Linked DNA regions of Mus musculus: regions 1, 2, 3, 4 and 6 are each linked to region 5. The links are chromatin contacts, called in public HiChIP or PLAC-seq and promoter capture Hi-C maps. All regions are on one chromosome and are shown on one strand. Each heading gives the region's core, a stretch centred on a gene start, on an enhancer-like site or on the middle of the called end of the contact. The rest is flanking DNA. Distances are from core to core; before and after follow the strand shown.

Evidence for each region. Promoter capture Hi-C pulls out the DNA fragments that hold promoters and counts their contacts. HiChIP or PLAC-seq counts read pairs in DNA pulled down with a chosen protein or histone mark.
Region 1: a contact with region 5 is called in a promoter capture Hi-C map of hippocampal neurons, with 2.5 times the contacts expected there. The contact joins the promoter of Alkbh2 here to the promoter of Trpv4 in region 5.
Region 2: an H3K27ac HiChIP or PLAC-seq map of large pre-B cells shows a contact between it and region 5, with 3 times the contacts expected there. The contact joins the promoter of Sirt4 here to the promoter of Trpv4 in region 5. A contact is called at or near these places in 2 of 115 datasets of contacts at active chromatin or transcription factors (bone marrow-derived macrophages and large pre-B cells).
Region 3: an HNF4G HiChIP or PLAC-seq map of pancreatic cancer cells shows a contact between it and region 5. The contact joins the promoter of Gcn1 here to the promoter of Trpv4 in region 5. A contact is called at or near these places in 1 of 39 promoter capture datasets (pre-B cells) and 1 of 115 datasets of contacts at active chromatin or transcription factors (pancreatic cancer cells).
Region 4: a contact with region 5 is called in a promoter capture Hi-C map of liver, with 2.0 times the contacts expected there. The contact joins the promoter of Srsf9 here to the promoter of Trpv4 in region 5. A contact is called at or near these places in 1 of 39 promoter capture datasets (liver) and 2 of 115 datasets of contacts at active chromatin or transcription factors (bone marrow-derived macrophages and cardiomyocytes).
Region 6: a promoter capture Hi-C map of cranial neural crest shows a contact between it and region 5. The contact joins the promoter of 1110006O24Rik here to the promoter of Trpv4 in region 5.

Annotation. Positions count from the first base shown.
Region 1 is chr5:114,126,876-114,130,194 of GRCm38.p6, reverse strand. It overlaps Alkbh2 (alkB homolog 2, alpha-ketoglutarate-dependent dioxygenase), which reads left to right and starts at 1,977. Exons shown (of 4, transcript NM_001359941.1): 1 at 1,977-2,112; 2 at 2,426-2,669. The coding sequence starts at 2,456.
Region 2 is chr5:115,482,798-115,486,386 of GRCm38.p6, reverse strand. It overlaps Sirt4 (sirtuin 4), which reads left to right and starts at 1,903. Exons shown (of 5, transcript NM_133760.1): 1 at 1,903-2,055; 2 at 3,269-3,589. The coding sequence starts at 3,276. It overlaps Gm42007 (a long non-coding RNA gene), which reads right to left and starts at 1,937. Exons shown (of 2, transcript XR_878704.2): 1 at 1,824-1,937; 2 at 1-344.
Region 3 is chr5:115,563,548-115,566,916 of GRCm38.p6, reverse strand. It overlaps Gcn1 (GCN1 activator of EIF2AK4), which reads right to left and starts at 1,654. Exons shown (of 58, transcript NM_172719.2): 1 at 1,611-1,654. The coding sequence starts at 1,628. Rplp0 (ribosomal protein, large, P0) reads right to left here. Exons shown (of 7, transcript NM_007475.5): 7 at 3,188-3,369.
Region 4 is chr5:115,325,335-115,328,824 of GRCm38.p6, reverse strand. It overlaps Srsf9 (serine and arginine-rich splicing factor 9), which reads right to left and starts at 1,648. Exons shown (of 4, transcript NM_025573.3): 1 at 1,326-1,648. The coding sequence starts at 1,516.
Region 5 is chr5:114,656,681-114,660,129 of GRCm38.p6, reverse strand. Trpv4 (transient receptor potential cation channel, subfamily V, member 4) reads left to right here and starts at 1,709. Exons shown (of 16, transcript NM_022017.3): 1 at 1,709-1,788.
Region 6 is chr5:115,630,449-115,634,174 of GRCm38.p6, reverse strand. It overlaps 1110006O24Rik (RIKEN cDNA 1110006O24 gene), which reads left to right and starts at 2,359. Exons shown (of 1, transcript NR_027810.1): 1 at 2,359-3,126. It overlaps Rab35 (RAB35, member RAS oncogene family), which reads right to left and starts at 2,188. Exons shown (of 6, transcript NM_198163.1): 1 at 1,977-2,188. The coding sequence starts at 2,028.

The sequences.
Region 1 (3,319 bases), core at 728-3,227, 530 kb after region 5:
CCTCCTTTTCAGTCCCCTTTGGGGATTGAACTCAGGGCCTTTGTGCATCCTGAGCAACCGCTTGACCACTGAGCCATACACCCCCTTGTACTTTTTACCTCCCACACTCACGTCAGACATACATTCAGTTGTGCAGCTTTCAGTTATATCCTTCCCTCTAATATAACAATCCCAGCTACTCTTTTCTACTGAGTGATCTTTTGCAGGTGTAATTTATTTATTTATTTTTTTTATTTTTTTTTTTTTTTTGGTTTTTCAAGACAGAGTTTCTCTGTATAGCCCTGGCTGTCCTGGAACTCTCTGTAGACCCGGCTGGCCTTGGATTCAGAAATCCGCCTGCCTCTGCCTCCCAAGTGCTGGGATTAAAGGCGTGTGCCACTGCAAGTGTAATTTAAACCTCGACCGACCGCTGCCCTGGAAAAACCCTCCTATGCCGCCGTGTGTCACAGAGTGGTGACACACCCTGTGAGCCCAGCATCTGGGAGGTGGAGGCAAGAGGATCAGGAGCACAAGGCTTGGCTACACAAGCTGTTAGGGGCTAGTCTGGGCTACAGCCTCCCAATCTGAACTGACTAGACTCCCAATTTAGCAGTTCTCCAGGCGGTTTGCCTTTCCGCAGCGTCCCGCTAAAATCTTCGCATGCTATGTTATTTTGTCCCTTACCTGGAAAGCTTCAATGCTGGCTTAGGATTCTTCCCTGTAAGATCCTCTTCCCCATCCCCCCCTACTCCCTAGCCTGTCACCCTGCTCACAACTTCCATATTGTACAAAGAAATCTTGTTTATCACATTGCCCCTTTTTTGTTTTCATCTCCAAAATACAACGTGGATAAGACAGGACCTGCTGTGCCCTGCTGGTGTGTGACAGCAGAGAGCACCGTGTGCTCCCATAGGCAGCACTTTAGAGAGATATAACACGTTCCCTCTGGTCGAGGACCAGGGCGTTTTCTCAATGAAGTAAACTCAGCATTCACAGAAAAGTTTGAGCTTGAATATTTATGGTGATTTTTTTTTCTTCTGTGCCACCAGGAGCAAGAAATGACTGTCACAGGTCTTTCCATACCAGCAATGGAAGGAGAAAAACGGTACAAATGTCCTCTATGTTTATACATAGTATATAAATAAAATGGCTGTACTTGAAGCTAAAGATTAAAAAACACAGCTGGGCAGTGGTGGCGCACGCCTTTAATCCCAGCACTTGGGAGACAGAGGCAGATGGATTCCTGAGTCTGAGGCCAGCCTGGTCTACAAAGTGAGTTCCAGGACAGCTGGGACTACACAGAGAAACCCTGTCTCGAAACAAACCACACACACACACACATACAAAGAAAAGAAAAACAAACAAAAACAACCCCCCCAAAAGATTAAAAAACACGGGGGCAGGGGCAGGAGAGATGGCTCAGCGGTTAAGAGCACTGACTGCTCTTCCAGAGGCCCTGAGTTCAATTCTCAGCAACCACGTGGTGGCTCACAACCATCTGTAATGGAATCTTATGCTCTCTTCTGGTGTGTCTGAAGAGAGCAATAGTGTACTCATATAAATAAAATAAAATAAAGATTTTAAAACACGGTTATATCTAAAAGCAGTGTGCTTACAGAAATAAGTCAAACGCAAAAGGCTATACAGCCTCTAATCCATCACATTTATGTGGAATCGTGAAGAAGAGCAAGCAAGGAATAGCTGACAAATTATGTCGGAACCTAAGGGAGGAAGGATTCTATGGGATGGTATAACTGTTCTCCATGTCGACTGTAGTGGTCAGACAATGCTGTGTCTTTGTCAGGAGTGCAGATTCATACACTGCCCTCAAGCCCCCCAGACAGTATGCTGTAGCACACTAGGCTCGTAGACCCCAGAACTGGTCCACAGGCCTAACCTTGCTGAGCCATCAGGTGAAGGCAGCATCCTGCGGTGCGCAGGGAGACCGGCAGGGGGCGCTGTGCCCGGAAGTCCCGCGTAGGCGGGAGGGGCGGGGTGAGGGTTCCTGGGGCTGCGTGTGTCTGTGCAGAGACCTGACCCACCGCTCCGGGCTCTCCGGTGGAGCCCGGTTGCTCGCCCGTGCCAGCCCCTACCCCGCGGGGCCGCAGGGCAGAGGCAACCCTGCTTTTCTGGGTAACTGGGCGAGCCTCATGCCTCTCTGCGCTTGCGTCTTCCCATGTGTAGCCTTTTGGGTTTGGGCAGCCGTTTGCAGCCAAAGCTCTCGAATTCCGAAGAGGACGGACGGGTCTTTAAAAGTACTCCATTCCAGGGCGGGCCTGGGGATGCGTGCCCGGGATTCCTACCGATGGGCGCCTGGGGCGTGAGGACAGCGTGGTTCGGGTCAGCTTGTGCTAGGAAGACTTAAGCTACAGGGCAGGCTCCCCGCCTGGATGATGCCCGCCAGGCACCTCCTAGGAGGTTTAATGCGCTCTTGTTTCCTTTGTAGGACGCGTCTGAGCTGTGAGTGGGCGGCGGGATGGACAAGTTCCTGGTGAGGCCAGACCTCCGCGACCTCCAAGGGGGAGGGGAGGAGCCCGCCCCGACGGGAGGAGCCTCGGGCGACCTGAAGAGCCCGGACTGGCGACACCTTCGCGCGGAAGGTCTGAGCTGTGATTACACCGTCCTATTCGGCAAAGCCGAGGCAGACAAGATTTTCCGAGAGTTGGAGCAAGAAGTGGAGTATTTTACTGGTAGGCGGAGGTCTTACGTGCGTTAGGCTTGTGCGAGGACAGGATGCGCCTTCCCTGGGAGAAGCGTGAACTTCCGGCTGTGACGGATTAGGTCACGGTCTGGGCAGCTCTGGTTAGGTTAGGTTATGGTTTGGCATACGAACTGTCCACGAGGTCTAGAACGAAATTATTTGGCAACTGATTGGAATTACCTGGGAAGTTAAAAAACTAAATAACAAAAAAAGCAAAACAAACCCCCAAACCGAACCATTCTGGGATCTTCGTGATACTGATTCAAAATAGCTGGAGGCGAAGGTTAGGCCTCAGTGGTTTTTGTTTTTTCGAGACAGGGTTTCTCTGTGTTGCCCTGGCTGCCTTGAAACTCACTCTGTAGACCAGGCTGACCTCAAATTCAGAAATCCTCCTGCCTCTGCCTCCCAAGTGCTGGGATTAAAGGCGTGCGCCACCACTGCCTGTCGACACCCTGTTTTGTTTTGTTAAAGACCATAATTAAATAAATGTATGAGATGAGTCAGCAGTTAAGACTAGTTGCTGTCCCAGAGGACCCAAGTTTGGGTCTGAGCACCCACATGGCAGCCCACAATCCTCTGTAACTCCAGTTCCAGCTACTGTGGTGCCCTTGTCCAGCCTTCGAGGGCACAGACATCACA
Region 2 (3,589 bases), core at 654-3,153, 830 kb before region 5:
CACATTTCTTCGTAATCCAAATTGGTTGTATGTTGGGGTGTGTGTGTGTACTGCGTATGTGTTGGGGAGTCAGCGGAGGCCAGAGGGGAATCTTGGGGATCCCCCTCATCACTCCCTACTTTATTCCTTCTGAGGCAGAATCTGACAGCGTGTCGATAAACTCGGAGTTCCAGTTCTTCCACCAGGCTGGGAGCAAGCAGGTGCCAGCCGTCCGATTGCTCTCTGCTCGCCTTTGTGCTGGGAGGAGAGTTTATGTGGGTACTGGAATCCAGACATAGGTCTTCATGCTTCAGCTGTAATTCTGAGCCTCAGGGCCATCTCCCCAGCATCCACGATCTATTTTGCTGTTTAGAATAAGAACACTGTGTGTGCATGTGGGCCAAAAGTGGAGTTGGCGCTCTCCTCCCTCGATCCAGGGGGTCAAAGTTGGGTTGTCAAGTGGCAGAGCTTCACCTGCCTAGCCACCTGGCAGACCCCTATCAATCTTTAACTTATAGCAGGAAATTTAATTACTTTGCAGTGGAAGTGGACGTGGGCACTTAGGAGGAAAACCAATCAAATCTGCGAACCGTGTTGGCACACATCGTTCAGTTCATCAAAGTTCTAGGGAGGCGGAGGCCGGTGAATCTCCATGAATTCAAGGCCAAGCGTGGTCTACATAAGGAGTTCCAGGCCAGCCAAGGCTACATAGTGAGAACCCATCTTAAAACAAACACAAAACAAAGGGGGCAATTATTTATTATTAAAAGTGTCAAAAAAAATTCTGGGCGTGGTGGCGCACTCCTTTAATCCCAGCACTCAGGAGGCAGAGGCAGGCGGATTTCTGAGTTCGAGGCCAGTCTGGACTACAGAGTGAGTTCCAGGACAGCCAGGGCTAAACAGAGAAACCCTGTCTCGGAAAACCAAAAAAAAAAAAAAAAAAAAAAAGTGTCAGACTATACATTAACACCCTGTCTCAGAAAAACAAAAACAAAAAACAAAGAAAGGGTCTTTTGGGGAGGGGTTGGGAGAGCTGAAGAGGTGGCTCACTGGTTAAGAGCATTGCTTCTCACCAGGTGGTGGTGGAGCACGCCTTTAATCCCAGCACTTGGGAGGCAGAGGCAGGTGGATCTCTGAGACCAGCCTGGTCTACAGAGTGAGTTCCAGGAAAGCCAGGGCTATACAGAGAAACCCTGTCTCGAAAACACCAAAACAAACAAACAAGAGCATTGCTACTCTTGCAGGGGGACTCAGATTCCATCCCGAGCACCCACAGGGCAGTTCACAACAGGTTGTCACTCAAGTTCCAGGGGATCTGACGCCCTTTTATGGCCGTCAGGAGCTCCTCCTGTATGCATGAAGGTAAAACACACACATTATTAAAAAAAAAAAAAAACCAGTCTATTTTAAAAAGCGTCTTGGATGGAGAAATGCCCGCTAGTGTGAATTCAGGGCTACCCAGGGCTGGGCTAACGCGCTGACACCGAGCTATAGCCCCAGTGCTCTTACAGTATTATTTTGAGTCCGAGGTCTCACTAAGTCACCCAGACTGGCCTTGAACTCGTGATTCTTCCGCCTAAGCCTATTGAGTGGCAGATTATTGTCCTGTGCTACTAGTGAAAGAGTTTCTTTAAGAGAGCGAATTCCTAAATTAGGACTGCTTGGATCCTCTTTCGCACGCAGGACATGGGAAATATTAACCACTTCTTTGGTGGCACAAGCCTCTAATCCGAGCACTTGGGAGGTGGAGCCAGGAGGATCACGGATTTGGAGTCAGACAAGGATATGTCAGACCCTCTCTCAGCAAACAACACAAGCCACAAACAAACAAACACTACAAGAACCTCAAAAGGCAATCATTGCCCCAGGCGTCAGCAGCATATCCGGAACCTTAACTGAGCTGAGCAGGAAAGACAGCGGGCAATCCGTAGAGGAGCGCCCAAGAATCTTGGCGTGGGAGACACGTAGGATTCTGGGACTTGTAGTTTTCTTCCAACTAGATCGGCTTCGCGGACTACATTTCCCAAGATGCACACGTAACAAGCGAGTCCCACTGTTGGGTGAGAATTGTGGAAGGTAAGTGTTCTGATCCGGCTGAAGGTTTCCCGCTGAGCATTCTTACTAGGGATTCCATCTGTCTCTTTTGTTCTCGAGGGGACAAGGAGGATTTATCCCGGCAAAACCCGACTGTTTAGCCGTTCACACGTAGCTGGGAAATCTCATGGAGAAAGCAGGGTCCTGAGCTCTTCTTGGATAGGAAGCCAAGCCTAAATATGTGTGCCTATCACTCGATAGCTCCGCATTATGTCAAAGACTGTGTCAAAGGCTTGTCTTTACAACTAGAAAACCAGACAGGCAAGTTTGTATGCCTTGATTTTTATGTGTCCAAGTAGCAGAATTTACAATGCAGGGTAAGCAGACAGAGTGATTACTTAGCGTCCATCCCAGAGGCCCTGGATTTGGTACCGAGAACCGTGTAGAAAAAGACAAAACAAAACTGACATACTAAAATTAAAAAATCTTTTGGAGAAATGATATAATTCGGTTTAGTTGTATTCCTTGGCCTGGGCTACAGGGAATTCTGTCTCAAGTAATGATAATAATAATAATAATAATATCTGATTTAAACCAAGTAGAGTTATAGAACAAATAGTCCCATGAGAGATAATATTAACAAAAATATAAATATTACTAAAACATGTTTATATTAGTAGCAGGTGAAAAATAATGGGCTATTAAAAGTCTGTTTTTTAGGGCTGGAGAGATGGCTCAGTGGTTAAGAGCACCCCCTGCTCTTCCAAAGGTCCTGAGGTCAACTCTCAACGACCACAAGGTGTCTCACAACCATCTCTGATGAGTTCTTCCCTCTTCTGGGAAGTAGGTGTACGCGCAGGTTGACCATTCATATACATAAAATAAGTAAAAAAAAATTTTTTTAAAGTTTGTTTTAAAAAATATTTAATTTTTTAAAATTAAATTTTATTTTATGTGTTTGGGTATTTTACCTGCGCGTGTATTTGCGCATCCCTTTTATTCCTCGGCGCTTGCAGAGCGCAGACGAGGGCCTGAAACTGGAGTTAAAGATAGTTGTAAGTCACCATTGTAGGTGCTGAGAATTGAAGGGCTTCCGGACGAACCGTCCTCCCTTCTGTTTCCCCAGTGCTACAATCCCAGGCCGGGGCCACCGTGGCAAAATTTTCATAGTCGAATAGAGTTCCGGTGTCTATCAATTGGTGGGTTAACTTGACTTGTAAAACCCAGCTGCTCTCATGGATTTCTTTCTCTCCAGAATAAGAATGAGCGGATTGACTTTCAGGCCGACAAAGGGCCGTTGGATCACCCACCTCAGCCGGCCGCGTTCTTGTGGACCCTCGGGGTTATTTGTGCCGCCCAGCCCTCCTTTGGACCCTGAAAAGATCAAAGAGTTACAGCGCTTCATTAGCCTTTCCAAGAAACTCCTCGTGATGACAGGCGCGGGGATCTCCACCGAGTCCGGCATCCCAGACTACAGGTCAGAAAAGGTGGGACTTTACGCCCGCACTGACCGGAGACCCATCCAGCACATTGATTTCGTCCGCAGTGCTCCGGTCCGCCAGCGGTACTGGGCCCG
Region 3 (3,369 bases), core at 405-2,904, 910 kb before region 5:
AAAGTAAGATAGGAAAAGTTTCCCACTGGAAACCTTATATGCTAAGAGCCTCTAGGAGTCACACTGGGCATTGGAAAGATCAGCTCTCACACCTCCCAAGTCCACCGATATCTCTGCAGACACCACTGCCCAAGAGAGGATTTTCTGAAATGACAAACCTGATGTGGCTGCTCTGAAGACATGAAGGACAAATCACTTGAAGCACAGGTGGAGAACCGAATTTTTAAATTTCATTTAATTCTGACGAACTTAAGTAAGCTTTACGGCTCTTTTGATAGCACAGTTAGGTAACCTACTACTAAATAACACAACTCTAGGGAGAAGATTCTTAAATATTCAGAAACATTAAGTAACTTCCCTTCTTAGGATTCACTAAGACGCAGCTCTGTCTAAACAAATTACCAAACCCTTTTACTGAAGACCCTTGCAAAGCATCTTTTTAATGATCAGGTTAAATGGCTCCTCTTTGGCGGGCCTTGAGGATCAAACATAAAAATCAATTAATCTCACCCCAGAGACTCAAACTGTTTTTTAAATACGTTCCTGCCAGGCAGGGTAAGCCCCCCACCCACCCATTAAGAAGCCACAGGCAAGATGGCTACAAGTTCAAAGCCAACTCACTATATATATATATTTTTAATTTGTTTGTTTCTCAAGACAGGGGTTTTGTGTGTGTGTGTGTACCCATGTCTGCCTGGAACTCCCTCTGTAGACCAGGCTGGACTGGCACTCAGAGATCCACCTGCCTCTGCCTTCCAAGTGCTGGGATTAGAGACGTGCCACCACCGCGCCACCACTACCTGGCCTTGATCTACATTTTTGAAAAGGGAGGGTGGGATGGAGACATGGAGAGAAAAAAAAATTATGTTTCTTATTTATTATTTCATCCTTCCACGAGGCTACAAAAGAGGCTGAGATGGAGAAGGGGGTAGCCTCAACGCCTCCCTGAACTGCAAGGTACCCACAGGTGTGAACGCACAACGGTGTCACGACTCTTCGCAGGTGAAGACATTTTGAGATCTCACCCAGGACCCAGTTAACACCCAGCAAACCCACATGGGACCCTACTATTTTGTCTCAATACATCTTCCCATAAAATAACATAGGATATCGGTATTATCACCACCACCAAATGTTAAAAGGACCGAGACCCTGAGGGGTGATGTCATTGATCCAACGCCTTGACGAAACCAACGAGCGGAGGCTCAACTCCGAACCCGTATGGACATAAAAAGGCTACGCTCCGAGTGTGGGCACAGAGTCGGGGGGCCTCTGCATCGCCCCGCGGGCTCCGGAGAACCGTAGCCGACGCCGAGTGTAAGCTCTGCCACCGCCGGGACCCGCACAGCCCCAGCACGGCACCCGCTACCCCGAAGCCAAGCGGATGGCAAGATGCTCGAGTCCAGGGTCGCTCTGCTCGCCCAGGCCGGCCGGAGCCTCGAGCCGCGAGCAGCCGCCGCCCCCTTCCCCCGCGCCGCCGCTTCCGTCTGCGCCCTCCGCGGCCGTGGGCGCCGCAGCCTCCGCCCGGGCAATCCCGCCGCCCCACTGCCCGCGCTCCGGGTCCGGTCCCCGCCGCCCGCCGCGTTGGCCGCCGCAGCCGCCCGCCTCACCTGCGTGTCCGCCGCCATCCTGCCGGCGCCCAGTCCGGAACCGCTTCCGGAGCGCTTCCGGGTCACAGCAGGGCCCACGCGGCAAGGCGAGGCCTGGCGCCCCCGGGCGGGAGGGCGGCCGCAGGTCGTGCTCTGCAGCCCCTGGGCGCGGGATCTCCTCGATTCGGCCTCCCCCGGACAGCGCCCTGCAGCTCTGGCATCCTTGGGGGGATCCCGGGTCCAGCACCGACACCCCCCATCGTGCTGTTTCCTAGGCCCCAGGAATGAACCCAAAGACTAGTCTCAGGCCCAAGAGGCTTGGAGGTTAGAACAGGTGATGGTGAGGTACGCGGGAGGGATGCAGGGATGACCCGGGAATTGCGTGACCTGCTGGGAGCCTCAACTGCAGACAGCTAGGGACAGGGTTGAGGAAGAGTTCGATGTCTTAGGACAATTATTGAATTTTTACTATAACTCAAGAGTGTGCTTGGAGAATGCGGTCTCCAGGCTTCTTGGCCCTCAGCAGTGGCAACTATACAGATGGGGGGCCGGGCGTGGTGTCGCACGCCTTTAATCCCAGCACTCGGAAGGCAGAGGTAGGCGGATTTAAGGCCAGCCTGGTCTAAAGTGAGTTCCAGGACAGCCAGGGCTACACAGAGAAACCCTGGGGGGTGAGGGAGGGAGAAGAAAAAAAAATATATATATACACACACATAGATGTATAGTGACGTCACAAGGTTAATGATAGCAATAGGGCATTGCATTTGATACAGTATTCACCTACTTGTTAGAGCCCATTTTTTAAATCCTCAGCTTTTCAGACTTAACACTTACTGAATGCCTATATGAACCAACATCAAACTACTATCGGGTTAGAGGTTGCAATTCTAGGGTAACTTTTTGTCTAGTTACCTGTGATGCACAGGCAGTATTTTAGCTCTTGCAGCAGCTTTTTACATAGCAAGTTATTCTAGTTTGCACCCCCGATTAGTACATCAAAGCAACCCTACATGCACACCTTAGTGGCTAGTTATTAACTGCCCCTGTATTCAAGACTTAATCTACCAAGAAAAAACTTTAGCCAGCACGTGGAAACTCAACTACACATCTAAACTACACAAACACAAGTATAACTTCATTACTAAACACACAGCAGTGACTCAATTACTGCAGGCAGAAGGCTGAGGCAGATCAACTTCTACACCAATCCTCATCTCAAAAGGCACAATCAGGCCCGAGTTCAATCACCACTCACCTGGATACTCCTTGCCATAGCTCAGTATCACCATCTCAGGCCCTCTCAGACTTCAGTCCTTAAACCACGCCTAGCTCAAACCCAGCCTTCTACCCCTGCCTCAGCCTTAAGCAACAGGGCTCTGGACCTGCATCACTCTGCCTTGGAGCAGTAAGGCTACCTATGAACAATGGCTTGGACATCCAGTGATATACAGAAAGCAGACCCAGATACCAAACCATATAGATTTGGTATGGCTCATAGGTCTCTTAACCATTGAGCTTAGTATACATATATATTATGTATACATATGATATATATCCAACATGGACTACCATAGGAATATAAAGGCCAGGCTTGGGGCTTGATGACATACACCTTTAATTCACACCTGGAAAATCTTTGTCCCAGACTAGCTATGGCACCAAGTCAAGAGACTGTCTCAAAAAACAAACAAAGCCCACAAAAACACTAGGAGCTTTAATTTTAGAAACAAAGATGCCAACACAAAGTAAACAGTAGCGGTTTTGCTTTTTCATCCTGCTT
Region 4 (3,490 bases), core at 399-2,898, 670 kb before region 5:
TTTGAAACTTCCCAAATAGAGCAGAATATAGGTCTTTTGTCACACCACACAGTAGTTACGGGGTGCAAATCCTACCTAGATCCTCTCCAAACACCTACCAATTGTTATCCCTTTACTAACCTCTTGCATTAAACAATCCGCATTTTGTGTGAAATACGGTCAGCATCCTCTGCTTCATGGGCTATTGAAAAACGCTAACTACACGAGGCGTGGCACTTGACACAGAACTTGACTATTAAAGACACAATGGCACTGTTCATTAGGGCCATAATTTTTCTCACGTTCATTTGTATTTAAAAAAAAAAAAAAAAGCTTCAGTCTATTTTTTGAGGCAAACTGCAAGACACTTAGGGGATAAGCTGGGTTAGTCTTCAACCATCGAAGTCCGGAGTACTTCTACTGTGAATCCGTAATCTCCAACCCAGGCCGGCGAGACACCGGGTCGGCAGGCAGAGATGAAGCTCTCCTCCCAACGAGGCTGAGAAGACAGGGAACAGGTCCTTACTGACCCTCCCAAGGGGACGACCGCCAACGGCGCAGAGATCTCTAAACTAAAGCATACTTTCCGGCCTCTTCCTGACCCAGGGCTCACGACATTTGCACACACACACAAAAAAAATAAAAATAATAATTAAAAAAAAAATCAAAGATCCTTCGGCGCGGGTTTTGGGGGAGCCTAGCTTTTCCACATCCCTGCTACAATTAACTTCTGGCTTCTGGCGGGGAATTAACTTCCCTCATTAGAGGGGAATGAAATCAGAGATGCTAACCCCCCACCCGTCTCTCTCTCCCGCTGTTTAATCTGATCCCCCTTTACTAGAACTAGGCTCGGTGGGGCGCCCAAGTGAGGGCTGGCTCCAGACACCCCGCTTTTCAGCCGCCCAAGGCAACCTGTGGTCCCCGCCAACGCCGTCTGTTCCCCGGTAACGGCGAGGGCCACCCCCACCCACAGACCCGAACCCGGACTCGGGAGGAGGGGGCGGGATGGGCGACTGTCGCCTTCGGCCGAGTCCTCTGCAGGGTCGGTTCGGGGGACCCGAGCCCCGCGCTTCCCTCATTTCGGGGTGCTTCCCGTTAGGGTGCTTTTCCCAAACTCGAGGGCTGGGCAGAGCGCGCTGGTTTTTACCCTCCTCGGGGGCAAGTCGGGCGGGCTGGAGCCTTCCGATTGAAGGAAGTGACACCAGGCAAAGCCGCCTCCAGCCGGGGGTGGGGGGGGGGCGCCGCGAGGGGTCAGCACGGCGGGGAGGGGGAGGGGAAGGCGCTGGGGGAGGGGAGGGGAGGCCGGGCCCGGCGGAGATGGGGCGAGCCGCCGGCGGAATCCTCACCGCGGGTCCTCGAAGCGCACGAAGGCGAAGGGCACGAGGCCGTGCCGGTTCTTGAGCTCGATCTCGCGGATGCGGCCGTACTTGTAGAACAAGTCCTCGAGGTCCTTCTCGCGCACGTCGGACGGAAGGTTGCCCACGTAGATGCGCCCGTCGCCCTCGCCGCCGCGCTCGTCCGCCCAGCCCGACGACATCCGCACCGGCCGACGCCGCGGGCCCGCCGCAGCCCACGTCCCGTCGCAGCCGCCTCCGCCGCCGACGCCGCCTCCTCAGCCCGGGGCCCCCCGCCGCAGCCTCCCCCGCGGGCTCCCGAGGCGCTCAGCCGCACTGCATTGTGGGAACGCGGCGCGGAAGCCGTGAGGAAGCGGGGGCGGGAGGGGGCGGCGGTCGGAGGATTTTTAAAGCGATCTTAAAGGGGTAGCCGCCGCCGCGAGGTGCGCTTGCGCAGAGGGCGGGGTCTCTCCCTAGAGATGCGAGCGGAAGGTTCCCGGAGGTGGGACCCGAGCGCCTCCTAAGCTGGTAGGTCACTAAGCTTGGGGCTGTCCTTCTGAGGAGAAGGACGCGGACCCCACAGAAGCCCTCAGACTGCCCAGCGCTGGGCTATCCTGGCCCTCGGTCTCAGGTCTGTAGTCGTCCCTTAGACCCGAGGTGTAAGCCTGAGATGGTCGCCAAAGCTTGGTTGTCCGAGTTTCTGGAGAATGGAGAGTGGATGCGCAAACCTTTCGTTCCAACACTCCGAACCCGGACAGAGGCAGGAGCAACTATCTCCATGAGTTCAAGGCCAGCCTGGTTTACATAGAGAAATAAAAGGTATAGTGGAGAAGAAGGTTTATTGTAGGTATGTGGGAGAGCATACTATACTCAGAGGGAGGCCATCTAGGAGAGTCCAGAAGGGGACGAGACCAGGCAGAACTGGGCCCTGTGAGGAGAGGCGGGAAGGAGAGGGGAAACAGATCCTGCAGTCAGAAGGTCAAAAGGTGTAAAAAGAGGAAGGTAGTCAAGATGTCTGGATTATATAGGGAAGAGCCTCTAGGGGAAGGGCAGCCTAGCCCCTGGCCTGGAGGGCGGGGTATGTCAGCCAAACCCTGTAACAGATAAGGACTGGAGGATGCCAGAAGCTGGAGACCAGGTCTGCTTTGGTATCTTATATAGGCACCTCAGCGGATCATCCCGGGTTTGAAACTTCACAGCTACCCTGTCTCCAAGAAAGAGAGAGAAAAGAGAATCTGTGGAGGATACGCATGTATTATTTCATATCACCACAAGCATCACTGTAGAGTTTGCCTATTTGTGCATTCTAAACTATAGAACAACCTCACCAAACAAAACAGTGAGTGGGAATGCATGCCAGTAAATCTCACTCTCCTGAGGCTAAGGTGAGAGACTTTAAAATTCTAGGCTAGCCTTGACAACAACTTACTGAGATCCTACCCTGAAAAACTATTCAAACCTAGATGCCTGGAGGGATATAAGGCAAAGATAGCAAGATGATAGAGAGCTGTAACCCTAGGCAGCTCGGTTGTTGTTTCATTTGTTCTCTGTAAGATTTTTGGATCCCAGCCTAAGGCTACACCATAAAACAATATGTCCAGGGGCTGGAGAGATGGTGCCAGTGATTAAGAGCCTTGACTGCTCTTCCAAAGGACCTGAGTTCAATACCCAGTACCTACATGGCAGCTCACAGCTGTCTGTAACTCCAGTTCCAGGAGATTGCCACCCTCACACAGACAGACATACAGGCAAAAACACCAATGAACATACAATAAATCTTTAGAAACAAAAAACCCAAAAGCCTCAAATTACATATCTTTATGTTTATCCTTGTATTCTGTGTAGTTAGAGAAAAAAAAAAAGGCAGGTGGATCTCTGTGAATTTAAGGCCAGCCAAGTGTGCAGAGCTAATCCCAAGACAGCCAAGGAGGCACAGAGAAAAACTGTCTTAAAAAAAAAAAAGCAGGGGGGTGGGGTGGTGTATAGGGGACTTTTGGGATAGCATTTGAAATATAAATGAAGAAAATATACAAGAAAAAAAAAAAAAGCCAGGCGGTGGTGGTGCACACCTTTAATCCCAGCACTCGGGAGGCAGAGGCAGGCAGATTTCTGAGTTCGAGGCCAGCCTGGTCTACAGAGTGAGTTCCAGGACAGCCAGGGCTACACAGAGAAACCCT
Region 5 (3,449 bases), core at 460-2,959:
ACACTAGGCAAGCCCTCTATCCCAGCCTGTCTTGCTTCTAAGGACACAGATCAGTGACATTGAGGACATTCAGATTATGCAGCCACCATACCATCCAACACCTCTATTTTCTGCCTCTTGTGAAGCTAAAACTCTACCCAGTGAACAAGAACTTCACAGGTCTGGGTTCTACTAACCCAGGCTCTATCCATCAGACTCTTGCTGTGTAGCCCAGGTTGGCCTCAGCCATCCCAGTGTCAGGATGGCATACCTTGTTCAACCAGCTCTTGGTGTGTGGGATGCGGAAGGAAGCCAGAGGGTCGACCTTAGGAGTTTCTCAGGGTCATCCACGCTGTGTTTTGGCAGGGTCTCTGAGCCCCCGGGATCTGCCTGCCCCTACTTTCTTAGCACTGAGATCGTGAATGTGTGGAACCACATTGGGGATTTTTTAAAATCTGGATTCTGGTGGCTGAACTCAAGGCCTCGAGTTTACCCGGCAGGCACTTTACCAAACTGAGCCATCTCCCAGGCCAGGGCCCTCAACCCAAGCTTGTAAAAGCATCTGCTAAGCCCAGGTGTTGGCCCTGTTGACTAGATTCAGGGTCCTCTTGAAGAACCCCAAGCATCCACGTAGGGGCATTACCTAATCTGTGGCAGGGCAGAATTTTTATCCGGGTGTCCTTGTAGCTGTCAATCACCAGCCTCCTAGGCCGAGCCACAGTCTCTTTTGCATGGGAGCCTCAGTTTCCCAGTCTGTGAGATGGGACTGGGTGAGCAAGGCAACTAAGTGCTGAGGGTTCTTTCCTCCCCACCCTGAAGAACAAGTCAGCCTCTTTGATGGATGCCTCAGCCTCCGTTCAGCCCCAACTTCAGGTGTGAAAGGCCTGAGCTTCAGGCTTCCTGTCGGGGAGGTAAGGGGGCATCGCGCACACCCCCTCACGGCTGCCAGACAGCTGCCAGCTCACTCTGCTGGAGACCACGGCCACCCAAATAGCGATGTTCTTTCCCCACCCCAAGGCAGTGGCTTGCGGAGGCCCACCCTCCTATCCAGGCCTGTTTCCCAACTGTAAGTGGGCCCAGCTCACCTCAGGCTCAGTTAAAAGAGGTTTACTTGCCAATGCCACCCCGCTCCAAACACACAGCTTAATTAGTGAGTTAGCTATTAAGATTTAAGTTGGTCGCCATGTTGGTTTTTATTTAGGCCCCTTCAATCCTTCTTTCTACACCCCACCCCCAACCCCACCCCCCGGCCTGCTGTTTGCCCAGGCTGGTCATCCCTAGTACTGTGCTGCGGGCAGGCTGAACAAGGACCGCAAGGAAGTCGCTAGGCTCACCAAGGCAGTCCCCCACCCAGCCTAGGAAAAGGAACGGTGATGTTAGGGGCTCTGTAAAGACCTGGTGCCCCTAGCATCTTCCGGATGATGGCTATAGGTGGAGGTTCAGAATGGAGACTCTGAGGTTCAGACTTAAGGAGAGCCGTGGCTTGGTGGGTAGTGTGTGGGTGGGTGGCGGGGAGTCCTCTCCAGTGCCCGGTGTGCCTCGCGGGCTTTTTTCTACCAGCCTTTGATGGGTGTGAGCTGCCGGGCAAGCGGGTTCCCGGGCTGGGCAGGCGACGGCCTGGGCGCAGGAACCAGGGATGAATGGAAGAGCGAGGCACCGAGCCAGGTGGCGGCGCGCAGGCCGGGGAGGACCCTGGGGTGGGCGGGCGCGGGTGGGCGGGACCCCGCGGGGCGGCGCGGCCGAAGCGCAGCAGGAGGAGGACGCGGCCGGAGGGATCAGGAAGCGGCGGCGCTGCGCCCGCGTCCTGAGGTGAGTGGGGCTGCTCCGGGGAAGGGATCCGCGAGTTCCTCGCGACCCCTCCCAATGACGGGGTTCGAGGTTCGCCGTCCCCGCCGCGCGCGGGATAGCGGGAGGCGACGCCACCACGAAAGTCACCTGTGGATTGGGCGCCGACCTGGGATTGGGGGAGTGTGGTGCAGATCTAGGTCACCTAGACCCGAGTCCCGAAACCAAAGGCCAGGGGCGGCCACCTACCCCGGACCAGCTCCACTTAGGTAGGGCGCGTGGCAGGGATGGGCGCGTGGGAGGGAACTGCGCGCCCGCAGCTTCCAGGGCTGCTTTTTGGAGTTTCAGAGAGATGGCCCCGCCGGGGAGAGGATGCAAAACTTTAACCTTAGTTTTACCCTGGAGACTCGAAGTGGCCTCCTAGGACAGGAAGAGATTTCCAAACTCCCCATTTGACTGAAAAATCCAACTTCAGACTCCCTTGGGACTGTCTTCCATTCCAGAAGGGCCCAGCCCAGCCGTGCCCCGTCCCCTGTGTAGATGAAGAAACCCAGGCTTGGGGGTAAGGATGGAGCCTAGTGAGCTGAAACCTGGGCGCTGGCTGGCTGCTTTGAAAACCCTCCCCACTGGCCTGTCCACAGCCCGGGTTAGGAAGTACCGAGGGATGAAGTCCTCAGCCCGGACTGGGGAGGGGGTGGCACGAACCTTGTACTTCTGAGCGCACATCGCATGTGATCTTTGTTCAGCGAGGTAAGAAATCCTGGCAGAGCTGAGCCCGAATGCCTTGGCTGTTGGCCATGTGGGGACAGCTCAGGCCTGGTGCTGCCCAAGGTGAGGTGTCTGTCAGTCATCACTATGTTAGGAGCACAGTCTGGGTGGACTCTGGGCATGCTCTGCCCTCCTCTGCGGTGTGACCTTGGTCTAGTCCCCTAGCTGCCTGAACCGCAGTACTTCTTTAATATTGTTATGGGAACACATTCTGGGGCTGTTGAGGGAGCCCTGGAGGGGTTTGCCGCAGCAGTTTGAGCTGGCCATTCCATTTCCACACTGTCTTGACAGAGAATAGGAAAGGGCCATTTTATTTTATTTATTTATGCATTTATTTATGTATGTATTTATTTATTGGTTTTTTTCGAGACAGGGTTTCTCTGTGCAGTCCTGGCTGTCCTGGAACTCACTTTGTAGACCAGTGTGGCCTCAAACTCAGAAATCTACCCGCCTCTGCCTCCCAAGTGCTGGGATTAAAGGCATGCACCACCACTGCCTGGCGAAAAGGCCGTTTTAATGCCTTCCTCCTGTCTGCTGTAGAGAAGACCAAGGGAGACCTCCCCCCTCCTTCTTGATTTTTTCGGACATCTCTGGGAGCAGGGGCTCCCCACAATTGGCAAACATCCTTCTTGGCTTTGCTCAGACTCTCTTTGAAGCCAGAAGGGATGGTGGCATCAGAGGACATTTGTGTGAGATCCACTGGAGTCTGAGGTGTGCCTGGGTGGAGGATTCCTCTGAGCCCCGAGAAGGTGCCTGGACTTTCGAGGAAATCCAGATGCCGTATGTCCAAGAAGGAAGGCCTCCTCCTCTTCTGGCCCTCACCTGCTTCCCTGTCCCCAGTAGGGGCTTCTTGGAAGCTCGGTACCACAGGATGCTGGCCCCTTAGATTGAGATTGGCCTAGTTATCGTGTGAGGGG
Region 6 (3,726 bases), core at 1,110-3,609, 970 kb before region 5:
GCGGTGATGTCATGGTCCCTGCTCCCTGGCTTCCATCTCCCAGGTTCCTGAGTGTCATCTCCGTGGCAGGAGAAACCCAACAGCATAGTGTCTCCTCCTTCCCCATAAGCTGGGCCTGCACTCACACCGAATCTGGAGCTAGTCACACACAGACTGACCAGTGAGTCCTGTCCCCACACCTGACTTCTGAGCAAAAAGAAAAAAAAAAAAAAAAAATCAATACACCATGCGAGGTGCACCGTAAGAAAGCAGGCAGAAACCATTTCCTGGGTTTCACAGAAGAGAAAATGCCAACAAGCTACATCTTCTTGCTGAGTTTGGCCTTTCGAGTTTTGGATATTAACACTGGCCACGTCTTGAGGAGGGATAAAGACCTCTGACCACAGCGGGCTGACTTTAGCTCTGAAAGGAGAGAGATCACCATAATGTCAACAAACCCTCAAGAGCCCAGAAGAATGCCACTAGCTGGGTCCAAGTTCAAGTCTATCTACACAGCTTGCCTAGTTTTCTTTCATTCAAACCACTACAGGTCAGTCTTCCAGCTTTCCAACTCCGCTCCCAGACACAGCTATTCTTCTACCCCAATCCTTTAGGCCTTAGCATTTCCCGACACCTTCCCCCCCTAACAGCAACCCCCTAAGACTTCAGCCATCTTCCACCAGATCCAAACCACCAACCACATCCCAACCCAGCTTCTCCCGTGAGACCAAAATCCACTTATTTCCATGTCCGTCTATGACAGCGTCAGCCAACAAGCCTATATCCTGAGTCTCAGGGGGGACACGGAGCTCTAGTTCCTTGACAATACACAGGCTCTACCACCAACTTGGCTGTCTCAAGTCACATGACCCTCTCTATCCCACACTCCAGTCTGATCTATAAACTTAGCTGCTCGCCAGCCTCCTTCCTAAAACATCACATATTCCTGGCACCTCAGCTAAGCTCCCCTAAACATCCTGGGCCTGCCTCCCTGAACTCACCATCACCCCACAGGACCTGGTCACCTGCCATACTCCAAACACCTCTAAAATGCTTCATCCTTGGCCAGAAACCAGTGTGACTCTCATTCACTGACCAAATGCATTTAAGCACTGGGTACCAGAAGCTGATCTATGAATCAGAGATGGCGCGGTACTGAAAGGTGTGTGGTGTGTGTGTGTTTGTGTACACAAAGCACTTAAAATATTGAATGAAGCACCCGGGTAAGAGAACAGCAAACACTGTCCACCTACTGTGTGCCAAACACTAGTCCCCTCATTAAGTGTGTGCTCACATCAGCCTTGGCAGGCAAATCTACCACTCCCATTCCACAGATGAGAACTGAACCTTGCTGAGACTTAGTAACAATTCTAAAGGAATGCGCTCATGGCTGTACCTGCCGCACCTCATCCAAGCGCACGGCAACCCGGAGACGGGTCCTGGAAATACCCCCATTTCACGGAGCGCTGAGTCTTCACAGGGCGACTCATGCTGCTAACACTGTGAGTTACTTAGAGGTTACTTTATGCCGGGTCAGGCGCTTTTCCCTACTTTCAGCTCACCGAATCATCCCACCGCTCAGCTTAACAAGTCCCCACTTCTCAGATGCAGGAACTGAGGCTCAAGGGAGGCGAGACAACTCGCCCAAGGTCACAGAGCGGCAAAAGCTTGCCTCCCCGGGACTCGAACCCGGCTCTCTCCAACTCCAGCGATCGCGCGACTTGACCAAGGTCACACGTGAGGCAGGAACGAGCGCCGGGGCCGTGCGTGCATCCCGCGCCCTCGGTGCCCCCCGCCCCGCCGAGGAGCCACCCCGGAGTCCCCTCGCTGCGGCCCCCCCGGGGCCTGCGACCCCGCCGAGCTCCGCGCCTCCCGCCCCGCGCGGGCCGCGCCTCCTCGCTCGCTCGCCCGCCCGCCCCGCTCGCCCGCCCGCCCCGAGGCCCCCGCGGGCCGCGCCCGGCAGGGCCCACACCGCCTCCGGCCCCTGCGGCCCTCACCGCTGTCGCCGATGATGAGCAGCTTGAAGAGGTGGTCGTAGTCCCGGGCCATGGCGGGCGGGGGCGGCGGGCGGGCGGGCGCGCGCGCGCGGGCGGGCAGGCGAGCTGGGCGGGCGGGGTCGGTCCTGGCCTCGCGATCCGCAGCTCCCTCCCGGCTGCTCCGGCAGCGGCGGATCCACTTCCCGAACAAACAGCCGGAACTGACAGAAACACCTCCCTCCGCTCCCCCACCTCCGCCTCCTCCTCCTCCTCCTCAGCAGCCGCCGCCGGTGCCGCCGCCTCCCTCCTTCCCGCCCCGCCCCGCCACTGCGCAGGCGCGGGGGCTGGAACCGCCTCTGCGCAGCCGCAGCCCCGGCCAGCCGCGCCCTCTCCGCGCACGCGCAGTGCGCTACGCTCGCCGGCCGAGGTCCGAGTGAGCTAGCGAGCGAGCGAGCGAGCGAGCGCCGTCGCTGCGGATCCCCGGGAGAACCGAACCGTTTAGCAGGGCCCGACGGAAGAGAGGTGACAACCGGCCGCAGGGCTGAAGCCTGGAGGTCAGCGCTGGGGAGGAAGTCGTCCCCCGAGCACCACGATCCCGGACGCCCGACCCCCTGGCGGAACGGGTAGCGGTTCCGGATTGGGATCCGTGGGGCGTATGCACCCTGCTCGCCAGCGCTTCTGCTCCTTCTGCCTCAGTTTTCCGGACGCAGCGCGGAGCCAGCCCCACGTTTTTTTCCAGTTGGAGCGGAAGCCCACCTGCCCGTCCCCGAGAGCTGTCGCTGCCATCGCCATCCTCCCTGCAGGTCTGCAGGGATTGCCCCATCCCTGTGGTTTTTTACTTTTTCCAGACAAGTTCTCAAGTATCCCAGGGTGGCTTCCTGACTCTCTCGAGTAGCCGAGGATAACCATATACTTCTGATCCCACCTGTACCTCCTGAGTCCTGTTTTAATGTGGTGCTGAGACTCGAACCCATGGCTTCGCAGATGCTAGGCAGACGCTTTTCGAGCTGAGCTCCACCCCCAGCCTCTTTGTCCCTGCTTCTTCTTGCCCTCCAGTGCTTTCCAGCCAAGCACCTGTTGGGGATACTGCCCACTCCTAATCTTTCCCCGTAAGAAGCAGTGCTAGTGTTTAAAACAAAACAACAACAAAATACAGACGCTTACTGAATTCAAAGTTGACATTAGTTTTCCTTTAAAGTTTCTTGGACAGCATGAAACACTTACTAGTCTAATGGATACATGTTTTCCCATACATTTCAGAGTATCTAAGCACCCATGTGCCTCTCGCAGTTCACCGGTATGCCGCCATCAATCATTTAACTGCCTCGTCACCACGTGGTACCCCCATCTGATGGTTGTACTATTCCTTAACAATTCCGCTGCTGGTAGATTTATGCAGTTCATAATTTTCTTGTTATTCAAGGTACTGCAGGTCCTTGAACAGCACACACAGTGTCTGATCTAGGCCTTGCTTGAACTCTTTATTTCCCTGAAGCAAGCCTGGTGATGTCAGATGAACACGAGCCTAGAATCATAAGATACTGGCTGAGGAGAGACGCTGGCTGTGTTGTGTTCTTGATTGAAAACTCCTGGGACTGGCCAGGTTCCTGCTATTCCTTTGATTGGCATTTTTTAAGAAACAGGGAAGGGGCTGAGGAATGGCTCAGCAGTTAAGAACACTGGCTGCTCCTCCGGAGGAACCTGGTTAAATCCTCAGCCCCTCCCACCCCCCATGGCGCCTTACCAGGATCTGTAACTCCAGTCTCAGAAC